4 separate regions of the Mus musculus genome follow, and all the other regions are linked to region 1. The links are chromatin contacts, called in public HiChIP or PLAC-seq and Micro-C maps. All regions are on one chromosome and are shown on one strand. Each heading gives the region's core, a stretch centred on a gene start, on an enhancer-like site or on the middle of the called end of the contact. The rest is flanking DNA. Distances are from core to core; before and after follow the strand shown.

Evidence for each region. Hi-C and Micro-C count contacts between places; a contact is called where the count stands out from the background. HiChIP or PLAC-seq counts read pairs in DNA pulled down with a chosen protein or histone mark.
Region 2: a contact with region 1 is called in a FOXA1 HiChIP or PLAC-seq map of pancreatic cancer cells. The contact joins the promoter of Slc41a3 here to the promoter of Fbln2 in region 1. A contact is called at or near these places in 1 of 39 promoter capture datasets (pre-B cells), 1 of 484 Hi-C or Micro-C datasets (Sertoli cells) and 1 of 115 datasets of contacts at active chromatin or transcription factors (pancreatic cancer cells).
Region 3: a Micro-C map of embryonic stem cells shows a contact between it and region 1, with 4 times the contacts expected there. The contact joins the promoter of Aldh1l1 here to the promoter of Fbln2 in region 1. A contact is called at or near these places in 1 of 484 Hi-C or Micro-C datasets (embryonic stem cells) and 1 of 115 datasets of contacts at active chromatin or transcription factors (pancreatic cancer cells).
Region 4: an H3K4me3 HiChIP or PLAC-seq map of bone marrow-derived macrophages shows a contact between it and region 1, with 8 times the contacts expected there. The contact joins the promoter of Fgd5 here to the promoter of Fbln2 in region 1. A contact is called at or near these places in 1 of 39 promoter capture datasets (pre-B cells) and 1 of 115 datasets of contacts at active chromatin or transcription factors (bone marrow-derived macrophages).

The regions. Positions count from the first base shown.
Region 1 is chr6:91,211,472-91,214,264 of GRCm38.p6, forward strand. It overlaps Fbln2 (fibulin 2), which reads left to right and starts at 1,293. Exons shown (of 18, transcript NM_007992.2): 1 at 1,293-1,429.
Region 2 is chr6:90,603,485-90,606,604 of GRCm38.p6, forward strand. Slc41a3 (solute carrier family 41, member 3) reads left to right here and starts at 1,396. Exons shown (of 11, transcript NM_027868.2): 1 at 1,396-1,524.
Region 3 is chr6:90,549,404-90,552,301 of GRCm38.p6, forward strand. Aldh1l1 (aldehyde dehydrogenase 1 family, member L1) reads left to right here and starts at 1,390. Exons shown (of 23, transcript NM_027406.2): 1 at 1,390-1,567.
Region 4 is chr6:91,977,714-91,980,522 of GRCm38.p6, forward strand. Fgd5 (FYVE, RhoGEF and PH domain containing 5) reads left to right here and starts at 1,252. Exons shown (of 21, transcript NM_172731.3): 1 at 1,252-1,329. The coding sequence starts at 1,317.

The sequences.
Region 1 (2,793 bases), core at 43-2,542:
CTCAAAAAGGTAGCCAGGGAGAGAATGCAGCCAAGTGGCAGGATAGAAGGGCTCTGATGTGGTCTCAGAAAGGGGATATTTTATCTCAAAACAAGGATGCACCAGCCCTAGGCTCCTGGGGGAGAGGTGTTCGGGTAGAGGTTAACAGCATACACAAAGGCCCTGAGAGAGGCGTTTGTGGAAAGAGCCCACAGAGGCAGGCTGGGTCAGACTTTTCCATTCAGCTCTGCTCTCCACAACCCATCCTGGTTCCTCTACAATTCCCTGGCTCTTTCTAGGTGCAGCTATGTAACCCTGGGCAGATAGCTTCCTTCTCTGTCTTTTTGTTTGCTCTTGGCTGCCTCACACCTGTTCTGGGCCATGGGGTCTTACTCTTGGGCCACAGCTGCTCCTAGGATGACGGGCAGTGGCTATAGGGGCATCCATCTCTGGCAGGTATGGGAGGTGATTAGCAGTCCTGGATCTCAGACAGTGAAGCTCACTGTTGACTTTCTACCATGCACAGGCCCTGGGCCTGCTGAGAGTGGACAGTGGTGACCAGACACCTCTGTCATTTGGGGGGCAGGGAGCCAAGGGCCCAGTAATGATATGTTTTGAGTTTATATCTTACAGAGTGTTGACTGCCTCTTGGGCACTGTGCTGTGGATGACAGTGTTCTCCACAGCTCCCTACCCACAGAGGTCAAGAGGATTGGCTAAGCCACACCATAGTACAGGCAACTGAATCAGGATAAAAAAAGAAGAAGAAGGAGGAGGAGGAGGAGGAGGAGGAGGAGGAGGAGGAGGAGGAGGAGGAGGAGAAGAAGAAGAAGAAGAAGAAGAAGAAGAAGAAGAAGAAGAAGGAGGAGGAGGAGGAGGAGGAGGAGGAGGAGGAGGAGGAGGAGGAGGAGGAGAAAGAAAGAAAGAAAGAAAGAAAGAAAGAAAGAAAGAAAGAAAGAAAGAAAGAAAGAAAGAAAGAAAGGAAAAAAAGAAAAAGGGCAGGGTGATCTAGACAGTGGAGAACTAAGATGGGAGCATGCCCATGCCTAGTTTCTGCAGACCTGTCCCTGGGCAGCTTTGAGCCTGGGTACCTCTGGCTATCACAGGGTGCTGGGTCCAGGAGGAGAAGCTAAAGGGTGGCGCAGTACTGAGACATCTGAGTCTCAATATAGCCAAAGCATGGTGAGAGGGAGTGGAAAGAGGGACTCAGAGACCCGGACAGGAGAGCGCCGGCTCCTGGGCTCCTATTTGGGCTTGTTGAGCACTGGGTTGGGCGAAGTCTTAGCAAAATCGAGGCCCCGCCCTGAGGCGGGACCTGTGGGGCGGGGTCTCAAGGCCTGGCTAGTCCCGCTCTTCTCCAACCCCGAGCCGCGCGCCACCCGGACTCTGGATTCACCGACGGCGGGTGCGCGGACAGACTGACGGCGGCGCAGCTCAACACAGAGCACCGGGTAAGTACAGAGCCTTCGATCTCCACCCCGCGCTTCCTCTAGGTCAGTCACGTTCTCTTGATCGCTGGCTCGTCTCTCTGGCTCTCCAGACACCAGACTAGTCCTTCAGGGTCTCCCAGGGTCACTCCCCCAGCTGCCCCCCATCCCCGGCGGGAAAGATTGGGCCTCTCGGTCTGGTACCACCCCACCCTCAGTCACAAACTGCCACACATGCACTCACACTAGCAGAAGTTACTGCAAGCTCTGCAGAGGCACAGGCCACCCCAACACCCAGCCCAGAATCTCTCGTGCAGGGGCTGTGCACGTTCACTTCTCCCACATCCCTCTGCACGTGAGTGCTTTCACACACACTTGCATGTTTTAGGCATCCTTCAGACATGCATATGTGTCCGTGTTAGGCACGTGTGCGTTCGACATCCATAGAAAGTTTGGTTCAGTGCCGGTTGGTTCAATGCTTCGCTTATCTCCATCCGCTATTCCACACACATCTCCCACACGGGCCTGTGTTGGACACAGAGGGCCCCACACTCAGGTTCACAGACAGAGTCATGGTCCCTAGCATCTGCGGTTCCCCTGCTGAGTGGGAGCCTCAGCCTAGAGAGAAGGAGGTGGCTGCTGGTGTTAGTCTTGGCTCACTCTTGGAGTGGCCTAGGGGGCCCAGGAGGGGCTAAGTCTTCAGGGGTGGGCTTGGCTCCTCACCACCTCTTGTTTCCCCGCCCCCCCTCTCCTAGGCAAGAGTCCATCCTTTCTTCCTCAGCCAGCCTGAGATCGTGCCCATCTGCTTCACGGTGATGGCCACTTGGACCAGTCCGAAGTTGGTCTGAGCCAGCAGGTGTTCTATGACTGGCCAGAGAGACAAAAAGGAATTTGTGGTGTGTGGGTCCTTGTTGCTCAGAGGATGCTGAACCTGACCCTCTCCAGGAGAGCTTGGGTGACGTGGGTGGGTGGCAGCAGAGGGCTCCCTGGGCTTGGCATTGAGTGGAGCTAATACATATTTGTGATGGAATGATCGGAGCTCTCGCCTCACCTTCCAGAGGTGCCAAGTATGTGTGTGTGTGTGTGTGTGTGTGCAGGACCCCCAAGAGGAAAGGCAGGATGGGAGATGTTGCCAAGGGTGGGTACCTCTTGTCTTCCCGCCCACCCCTTCATGTAGTATGTAGAAAGCATCTGACTGGAGGTGCAGACCCGCCAGCCCCGGCTGTGACTAGCTCTGCATGTTTTGCTTGGCTCTCAGTATGCTATTATTGTTTTTAAAAATTTAATTAGCTGCCAGCATTTACTAACTGGCAGCTTTCACAGAAAAGTCCGGATTTCCGTCTTTTCTTGAAAAAAAAAAAAAAAAAAAAGCAAGCTCTGGTGGTTAG
Region 2 (3,120 bases), core at 146-2,645, 610 kb before region 1:
GGCTATCTCTGAGTTTCCCAGAACTCACGTGTTGCCATGTTGGTAGTGAACCTCCTGTTGTCTTTTCTGCCTCTCCTTTTCACTGTCACAGGGCTTTCTGGGTCAGCCTTTAATCAAAGGGTTTGTGATGGAGGGATCAGGGGCTGAGGTCCAGGGTTCTCTTCAAGACTGTGACACCAGTTATTGCTTTTCCCTGTTCTAGTCAGACCTAAGATTCTGCTACCCCCCACCTGCCCACAGTGCCTCAGTCTGGGAATCAAACTCGTTAAACCTTTATGAAACCTTCAAAAGTATGGGCTAAAATAAACCCTTTTCTTTGTATAAGTTGATTTTGTTACAATAAATGAAAGCATATCAACATGGAGTTCAAGGTTCATGGATGGCTATTCCTGGTGACGCCTCCCTCCTACTGTCTTTCTATGTCTCACCTGCATGCACACAGGGAGAATGAGCTGGCAGGGTCTCTTCCTGAGAGGACTCCAGTCGCATTGTGACTGCACCCTGTGACTTCACTTGTTCATTGCTACCTCTTACATAAGCTGGATTGACAAATGCAATCACTTTGGGAGCTTGGAATTCAGCACTATATTTTGACAATGTAAGCCATCCAGTCTGTAAATTCTCCTAACATGTGGAACACTGTCATCTGTTTTTGTTTTGTTTTTCATTTGCTGGGGACAGAATCCAGGAACTGGGCTTGCATCTCCCCGGGCCTTGCCCTGTCATACTTTTTTTGTGTTGTATTCTTCAAAACTACTGTCTTACAGGTCTTGCACATCCGGTTTCTGCAGGTGCAGTTGGCAGCTTAGAATCCAGCCAGGGCTCAGGATTCTTGAATCAGCCAAGAGCCATAAGTGGGGGCACGGGATAGATTGTAGGAGCTGGTGTCCACTGAGGCTCACCACTGCTGGCTGAGTCTTCCAAGGCTGTATCTTGATAAGAGTGAGAGGATCACACATGTTGAAGGACAGAAGAACTTTCATGACACATACACAAGTGTTCAAAGGTGAAATATTCAGAAATGTCAGATTGAAAACTGAACAGGCAAATGTGTATCCTAAGGGAAGCTGGCCCTTGCAGTGTGCTACTGGAGGCTACTCCGTCGCCCAGCCCCGCCCCCGCCCGTGGCCCCGCCCGTGACCCCGCCCTACTCATGGTCCTGTTCCGGGGTCTAGCTTCTTCTTTCTTGGCCCCACCCCAAGCGGCACCGCCTCTGAGGCGTGTCATTGGGTCCTTCGGCACCCAGGGAGCATCCCTGCACACCCCACTGCTCGATCAGAGAGCTGTCCTGACTAAAAGGCTTTAAAAATTGGGTTTTTCAAGCGCCACCTCTGTGGATTGGCCCCGCCCACAACACTCGCCCAGCAACCCTCCCCTCCTGTGGCCCCGCCCCTCTGTCTGGACGCCTAGGCAGGGCGGGGCTGGCCCGCCTGCTGCCCTTCTCGCTTCCTCCCGCCGCAGGCCTCCACAGTGTCCAGCGCGCGCCTGGCCGCCTCGCTTTCGCCGCCGGCCGGGAGAGGACCGGTAAGCGCGGGCAGGAGCTGGACTGGGAGCCGGGGAAGCCAAGGGAAAGCGGAGCGTCAATGGCCCTCGGGATGGGGCGTGGGGCACAGGATCTGTCTTAGGCACACTGGGCGGGTCAGTTTGTGGCATCCTCGCTCCAAAGGTCTGCAGGGACCCGCCCCGCTGATCTCTCTCCCTCTGCCTGTGATGAACCCCAGAGCGCCTGACTCTAGGGGTTATGGTTAACTCCTTCAGCACCCCGAGATCATCCTTGACCACCCTAAGGCAGGCTCAGCGAGCTGTCCCTGCGCTCCAGGTTGTCAAGCTAGAGGTTGTTCAGACTTGAGAAGATCCCTCAGTCTACCAGATCCTTTCTATAAATCTTTTAAAACTCAGGTTTTCAAACTGCTTCTTCGCCACGGAGACCACTTAGAGACGCAGCCATTCCAACCTGACCCAGATATCTAGATGAGCTTGCTCTGCTTCCTGACGCTGGCTGGCCTCATGCTGGTACTATGGTAGCTTAAGAACCACGACTGTAAAGTAGTACAGAAGAGCCTGGAGTCAGGCCAAGTGCCCTGTAAGGAAAATATACTATAGAAGGGTATAGTGATCTCCCCTTATTGCAGGGAGTTACAAACATGTTCCCAAAGAGTGTCTGAATCCTGGAATGATATCCAGACATATAGATTGTTTTCCTAATATACATACCTATGGTAGAGCTTAACTTGTGAACTAGACACAGTAAAAGATGAACACCCCTAAGGTAGGGCAGGTGTAATCATATACTGTGATACAATTGTCACCATCACTATACTTGTGCCATTATTAAGTAGACTAAGCGTTGCTTGGCCAACAGCTCAGCCACCCTAACAACTGTTGAGAGGGTGACTAGCTGATGGGCAGCATCTGCAGCATAGATCCCTATGCCGAGGAGTGCTGCATGTTCTAGGAGGGACAGTGTAGTGTTAACTGAATCGGTCCACCATGCTGCTCAGAACTGAGCACAAAACCTACAAATTCTTTATTTCTAGAAATGTTCTCTTAATATTTTTGGTAGTAAGCAAAACCTCTGAAGGTACCCTAGGATAAAGGGTCTTACAGCGCTCCGTTCATACTCTGAGGTGGATGGTATTTTGCTCTCCCAAGGTCACACATCTGCGAAGAGGAGAAACTGGGATTCGAACCCTGAGTTTGGGTTCCCGTACATTCCCACCGGAATGTTCTATAAAGTCAAGAAGATAAAGTGCAGATGTGCTCTCCTTATTCTACATAGTGGGCAGCTAAGAGGCAACCCATCCATCCCAGAAACTCAGCCCACCCGCCTCGTGTTAGAATCTCCCTGTCTCAGTCAAGTGGGCATCAGTTTGTGTGCTGTGCCAGAGGGATGCTTAGTACCTGACTGTTGAGCAGGTGCTCACAGGCCTGTGTTTAAGGCCAATCTCTCCGGGCAGTAGGATGCTTCTGAATGGTAGTGTTTAGTGCCTGAATGAGGCACCAGTGACAGTATTCTCATTAGACACTTGAACATTCCCAGTGAATCTTCAGTCACCTTCATGGAGGTCCCTGCTGATGGGCCAGGATATCCCCGACTGGTGCCGATGTCTGCTGGATGCC
Region 3 (2,898 bases), core at 140-2,639, 660 kb before region 1:
ACAACACACAAAAGTCCGTGCGTGAGTCCTGGAGGACTTTTTGAGCGACTATTATCTGCCTTGTTAAGGAAGCAGGAAAGACAACTGTTGCATTTCCTGATCTCAGAGAGCTTACAGTCTGGTAGGAGAGCAGATGCACAGAGGACAGGGGCACTGAGGGCATGGTTAGTTCTCTATTGGCAGTAACTGAGAGTGGAGGGGCACAGAAGAGCCCAAGAGGCTCCTTAGGTTGTGTGGAGGGTACAATATGTTTGGGCTGAGCAACCCAGAGCCAGACTTTGTCTGGCTGGTAAGAGACAGAGGTGCCTGCTATCACAATCCAAGGGTCTGCTTGAGGCAGAGCCAGTGCAAAGGATGTGGTTAGAGCCAGCCTGGTGTACTGAAGAGGGGCGAAGAGCTTGAGTAAGGAGTCTCAGCGGTGGTTTGAGAGGCAGGGTGGTTAATGGAGTAGCTGCAGGGGAGAATCCTTGGGAGGGAGCCTGCAGGACAGAGCTTTGGTCAGGAAGTGATGGGCATGTCACTGGACCCTGTATTGTCTCTGACTTTTCTCAAGTAGGACAATGACTCTGCCCAGGGAGGGGGTCTGTGACAAGGTGGAAGGGCCAGAGGAGAACTTCTGAGAAGAAAACCAGAGGCCGTGAAGAGGTGGGAAGGGCATGGGATTCAGAACCTCAGGCCCACCAGGACACAACCCCAGGTCCACAGCAGATGGGTGACCTTGCATGTCTCAGTCACCAGCATTGTGCTCCTTGCTTATCACGCTTGGGTGAAGGAAATGACCCAAATAGCATAAAGCCTGAAGGCCGGGACTAGGCCAGCTAGGGCTTGCCCTTCCCTTCCCAGCTGCACTTTCCATAGGTCCCACCTTCAGCAGATTAGACCCGCCTCCTGCTTCCTGCCTCCTTGCCTCCTCACTCATGGGTCTATGCCCACCTCCAGTCTCGGGACTGAGGCTCACTGAAGTCCCATCGAGGTCTGGTCTGGTGAATCAGCGGCTGGCTCTGGGCCCTGGGCGACCAGTTAGGTTCCGGGCATGCTAGGCAATGAACTCTACCCGGAATTGGGGGTGCGGGGAGGCGGGGAGGTCTCCAACCCAGCCTTTTGAGGACGTGCCTGTCGCTGCACGGTGCTTTTTATAGACGATGGTGGCCCATTTTGCAGAAGGGAAAGCCGGAGCCCTCTGGGGAGCAAGGTCCCCGCAAATGGACGGATGACCTGAGCTTGGTTCTGCCAGTCCACTTCCCAAATCCCTCACCCCATTCTAGGGACTAGGGAAAGATCTCCTGATTGGTCATATCTGGGGGCCTGGCCGGAGGGCCTCCTATGATTGGAGAGATCTAGGCTGGGCGGGCCCTAGAGCCCGCCTCTTCTCTGCCTGGAGGAGGAGCACTGACCCTAACCCTCTCTGCACAAGACCCGAGCTTGTGCGCCCTTCTGGGAGCTTGCTGCCCCTGTGCTGACTGCTGACAGCTGACTGACGCTCGCAGCTAGCAGGTACTTCTGGGTTGCTAGCCCAGAGCCCTGGGCCGGTGACCCTGTTTTCCCTACTTCCCGTCTTTGACCTTGGGTAAGTTTCTTTTTCTTTTGTTTTTGAGAGAGGCACCCAGATCCTCTCCACTACAGGCAGCCGCTGAACCTTGGATCCTCAGCTCCTGCCCTGGGAACTACAGTTCCTGCCCTTTTTTTCCCACCTTGAGGGAGGTTTTCCCTGAGTAGCTTCGACTATCCTGGAACAAGCTTTGTAGACCAGCCTGGGTCTCCGGAGAGTTGGGATTAAAGGCGTGCACCACCACCCCAGGCTCATGTCCTAGGAGTTTTCTTGAGCACAGCTGAATCTTGGCTTCTGGTCTGTAAAATGTGGAGGTGTGGTGTCTTAACAGTACACCTCTCCTGAGGTTCCTGGAGAATTCTGGTCCTAGGCAGCTGGTGGTGAGTGTTGGCACTGTCCTCTGTCCATATAAGTTCTCTGTGCCCAGGAGACAGCAGGGACATATTTTACAGAGGCATTTGAGACACAGGGAAGGTGAAGTTCACTAAGGCCTTGCAGGCTTGAGAGCTGGGTTGCTCTATTGTTCCCTGTAGCCACACCCAGGATCATGGAAGTGTCTGATCTTGACTCCCTGAGGGACTTATCCACCCCCCACCTGGAGCCAGGGCAAAGAGGCTATCATAGGAGAGGGTCAGCCTTGAGCAGTTATAGGAGGGGGTTCCTTGCAGAATGTCTGGCCATGGGGTGAACTCTGACTACCACTAGGTCTGCTCCCAGCATGGGACTGCAGCAGGCTATAGAGGGAGGGCTCCTGCCACTGTTCTGCTGTCCTGACCCAGGGGCTAGAAGAAGGGACCTGCGGAACAGGAGCCCTCTGAGTCCCTGAAGGCCCAAGGCTTCAGCAGCCCCTGGGGGTGTCCCATGACAAGAAGACAGGGGTGGGAGTCTGCACCCTATAGCCTGGGGCTCAGTAGACCCTCCAGACCCTCATTTGCTATCTGTGTGGCCAAAGGCCAGCTTTATGTGACAGTCCTCACTCCATGTTCCTTCTTGTCCCTGAGCTGTGATAACGGCTGATCTGCAGCCATCCTGACTGAAGCCAGAAGTGGGGTTTTTGTTGTTTTGTTTGCTTGTGTTTTTCTCCCTTACTCTTTCTATAAATAACAGATGTTCAGAGGGAAGGGAGGCAGGTGAGGGAGCACAGAGCTGAAATCTCAGCACTCAAGGGGCTGAGGTGGGAGGATGGAAATGTCCAGGGCAGCCTGGGCTATGCACTGAATCCCCCTTGAAAGAAGGCAACAAATACATAGAGCACACACACACACACCATCCTGCAGACTCACATAGACACACACACCATATCCCAGACCCACAGACACACCATACCACAGACACACCATATCACACTG
Region 4 (2,809 bases), core at 2-2,501, 770 kb after region 1:
AAGGCACCCAAAGCCATGGTGCACTTGTGGAGACCAGAGACAACCATTGGAATCTGCTCTCTCTCCTTCCACCTATGTGAGGTCCAGGGATTGAACTCTGATGTCCAGGTTTACGTGGCAAGCTCTTTACTCACTGAGCCATCTCGCTGACCCCAGCCATAAATTTTCTATTCCAGAGTCAAAAGTATTTTTCCACAAAGGGCTGGAGGTTTCAGTGTCTGGTGTGGTGACTCTGGGATGAAAAGGTCATTTGAAAAATTCAAATTCAGTTCTTAATTGTACAGTAGAGGGAAACATAGACCGCTCAAGGACATGTCATGCCTTTACATGCCTCAAGTCCCCCCAAGTTATCTCCTTCACTTCTTGTTTGGTTGACCCCTCTCACTGGGGACCTCCTCTGAGCTCCAGACCCAAGCTGTAGGACTGTGTATGTCAGACAGGACTCCCTGAGGGCAAAGGCATCTATATGGTCATTAACAGGCAGTACGGAGGAGATACTGGGTCTCACTATCTGGATACAATGTGAATCAAGCCCCCCACCCCCACCCCCACCCCCAGAAACGAGATAGCCCTTTCCAGCCATCTCCAAGAGGTGATGGATGACTACACAGACATACTCTGAAGCTCCCGGCTTCTGACTTGGGTTTCCTCAGAAAGTCCTGGCAGTTGCTCTGATTCTGAGTCTGATGAGGGCCCGGAAATGCGCATTTCACACACTCCCCATGGGTTCTGGCTATGGAGAGCCCCAACTGGTCTTCTTCACAGCCAGGGTGCTTCTCCATGGTGTTTGTTGGTTTAATTCGCCTTCTGTCCCTAACGACCTCTTCATTTGAGCTCTCCATGAGGAAGAGAACTTGTAGCTATCACGCTCCGTGGTCGCCTAGCCCAGACTGAATGAACATCCAAATCTGAAAATAAAGGGATGGATGGCCTCTGTCCCTAAGCCTTGTACAGCTCCTTTGGTCTCCTTGATCATAGCCCTGGCCCCTTTAAGTGTGCGTGGGGACGCCGGGACCCTCGGTCTCTGACAGCACAGAAAAAAAAAAAAAAGAAAAAAAAAAAAGCCTTCCTCTCGGGAGCGGGAGGAAACATAGGAGGGGGCGGAGGCGCGGCCGGAGCCTGGAGCCCCGAGCTTGAGCGGACGCCCCGCCCAACCCGAGCCCCGCGCCCAGCGCCCCTCGCCTTGCCGCGGAGTGCTGCGCCCGGGGCGGGCCGGGCCGGGGCGGGCGCGGGCGCGGTGGACTGGGCGGCAGTGGGACTCCGACTGACCGACCCGCACAGCACGCAGCGACCAGCCTCGGGCTCCGCGGTGGAAGATGCACAGAGCAGGTAGGAGCCCGCGCCACCTTCCGCGCTCCGGCGGCAGGCTCTGCGAGTGGAGCTTGCGGGACCCGGGTTCCCCTCTCTAGTAGCCCAGAGTTCGGGTGTTCTGTCCCACGCACCTCGCCGTTGTCCCCCGAGGAAGGGTCCCCTCAGAAACCAGGACACCCTGCCTTCCAAATCGTGCCCTCCAACACCCAATCCTTCCCCTTCTGTCCTTTGGGTCCCAGCAGGTCCTCCTTCACCCTTTGGTGGCTGCATTTGGTTCCCGGGCGCCGACGCCAGTCTGTTCTGGCACTCCAGGGCTCGACACACCCCACTCTGCCATCAAACACCTTGGTTGAGTTAGGAAGCTTGGGCTGTTCCTCTAGATGCACCCCTCTTAAAACCCTCAGCCCGGGCTCCACTACCGGTCCGAGGCCCCGTCACTCCCAGGAGCGTCAGCGTCCCTCTTACCCCCTTCCCCCTCGGGTCTCAGTCTGTGAATCAGACTTCACCAGGTCAGTGATTCCGGGAAACACAAAAGTGTTCTCAAAGAAATTTAGCGATCTCTGCCGAGGAGTGCCATTTAGCAGATTGAGAAAGTGAGCCTCAGTCAGATGGGCGGTGCCTGGAATCTGGATTCCCAGCTGCTGTACACAGGAAAGTTCTCAAAGATGAGCGCGTGCTAGGTAGTAATCCTGAGACCTATCTGCTCCACGCGGTTGCACCCTGTTTTCTTTTACTGCTATCGCTGAGCAGAAGAGGAACTCCTTCCTCACCAAGGACCCTGTTCAATGCCACACTTCCCAACACACATCCCCAAAGAAACAGGAAGCCACCATTTTGGCTGTCTTGGAACCATATCCTGCTGCTGTTACTGCTGCTGTTGGTGGTGGTGGTGGTGGCCTCGGTGGTGGCGGTGGCAGTAGTGGTGGTGTGTGTGAGGGGCAGGAGGAGTTGAGGCTTTTTTTTCTTTTTAAGAGTGTTTTACTGAAAAGTCATTGTCTTGGGAGCAAGGTGCGGCTGGAGACATTGGGCTGGTCTTACAACAGACTGAGGAGTGGGGCAGCCACCTCCCTGTGTCCAGGCATTGGTGTTGCTGAGGGTAATTAACGTGGGTCACAGAATTGAGGGGCATAAGGAGGAGAGTCACCGCATAGGAGTGGAGAGGACTGGAACAGGGTTCCCAGGGGCTGGCTACCCACTGCTCTCTGGGGAAGGTTGTAGTCTGGACAGAGATAGGCTGGCTTTCCCTACTCTCCTAACAAAACAGCTTGGTAACAATGGAGAGAGCCAGTCCAGCTTCCCCATATTTTCCTGTATGAAGCTGGAGCAGGCCCTCCTTTCCTAAGAGTCTGGAGGGTGGAGGGAAACAGAACAAATTTAGATGTAGATTTGACCCCAGGAAGCCTTTGCAGTGGGCACTTTTAGATCTAGCTGCCTTGTAATTTGTGTCTGTAGACATGATTCCCTTTTCAATATGATAGCCTTCCATGGTGACCGGTGG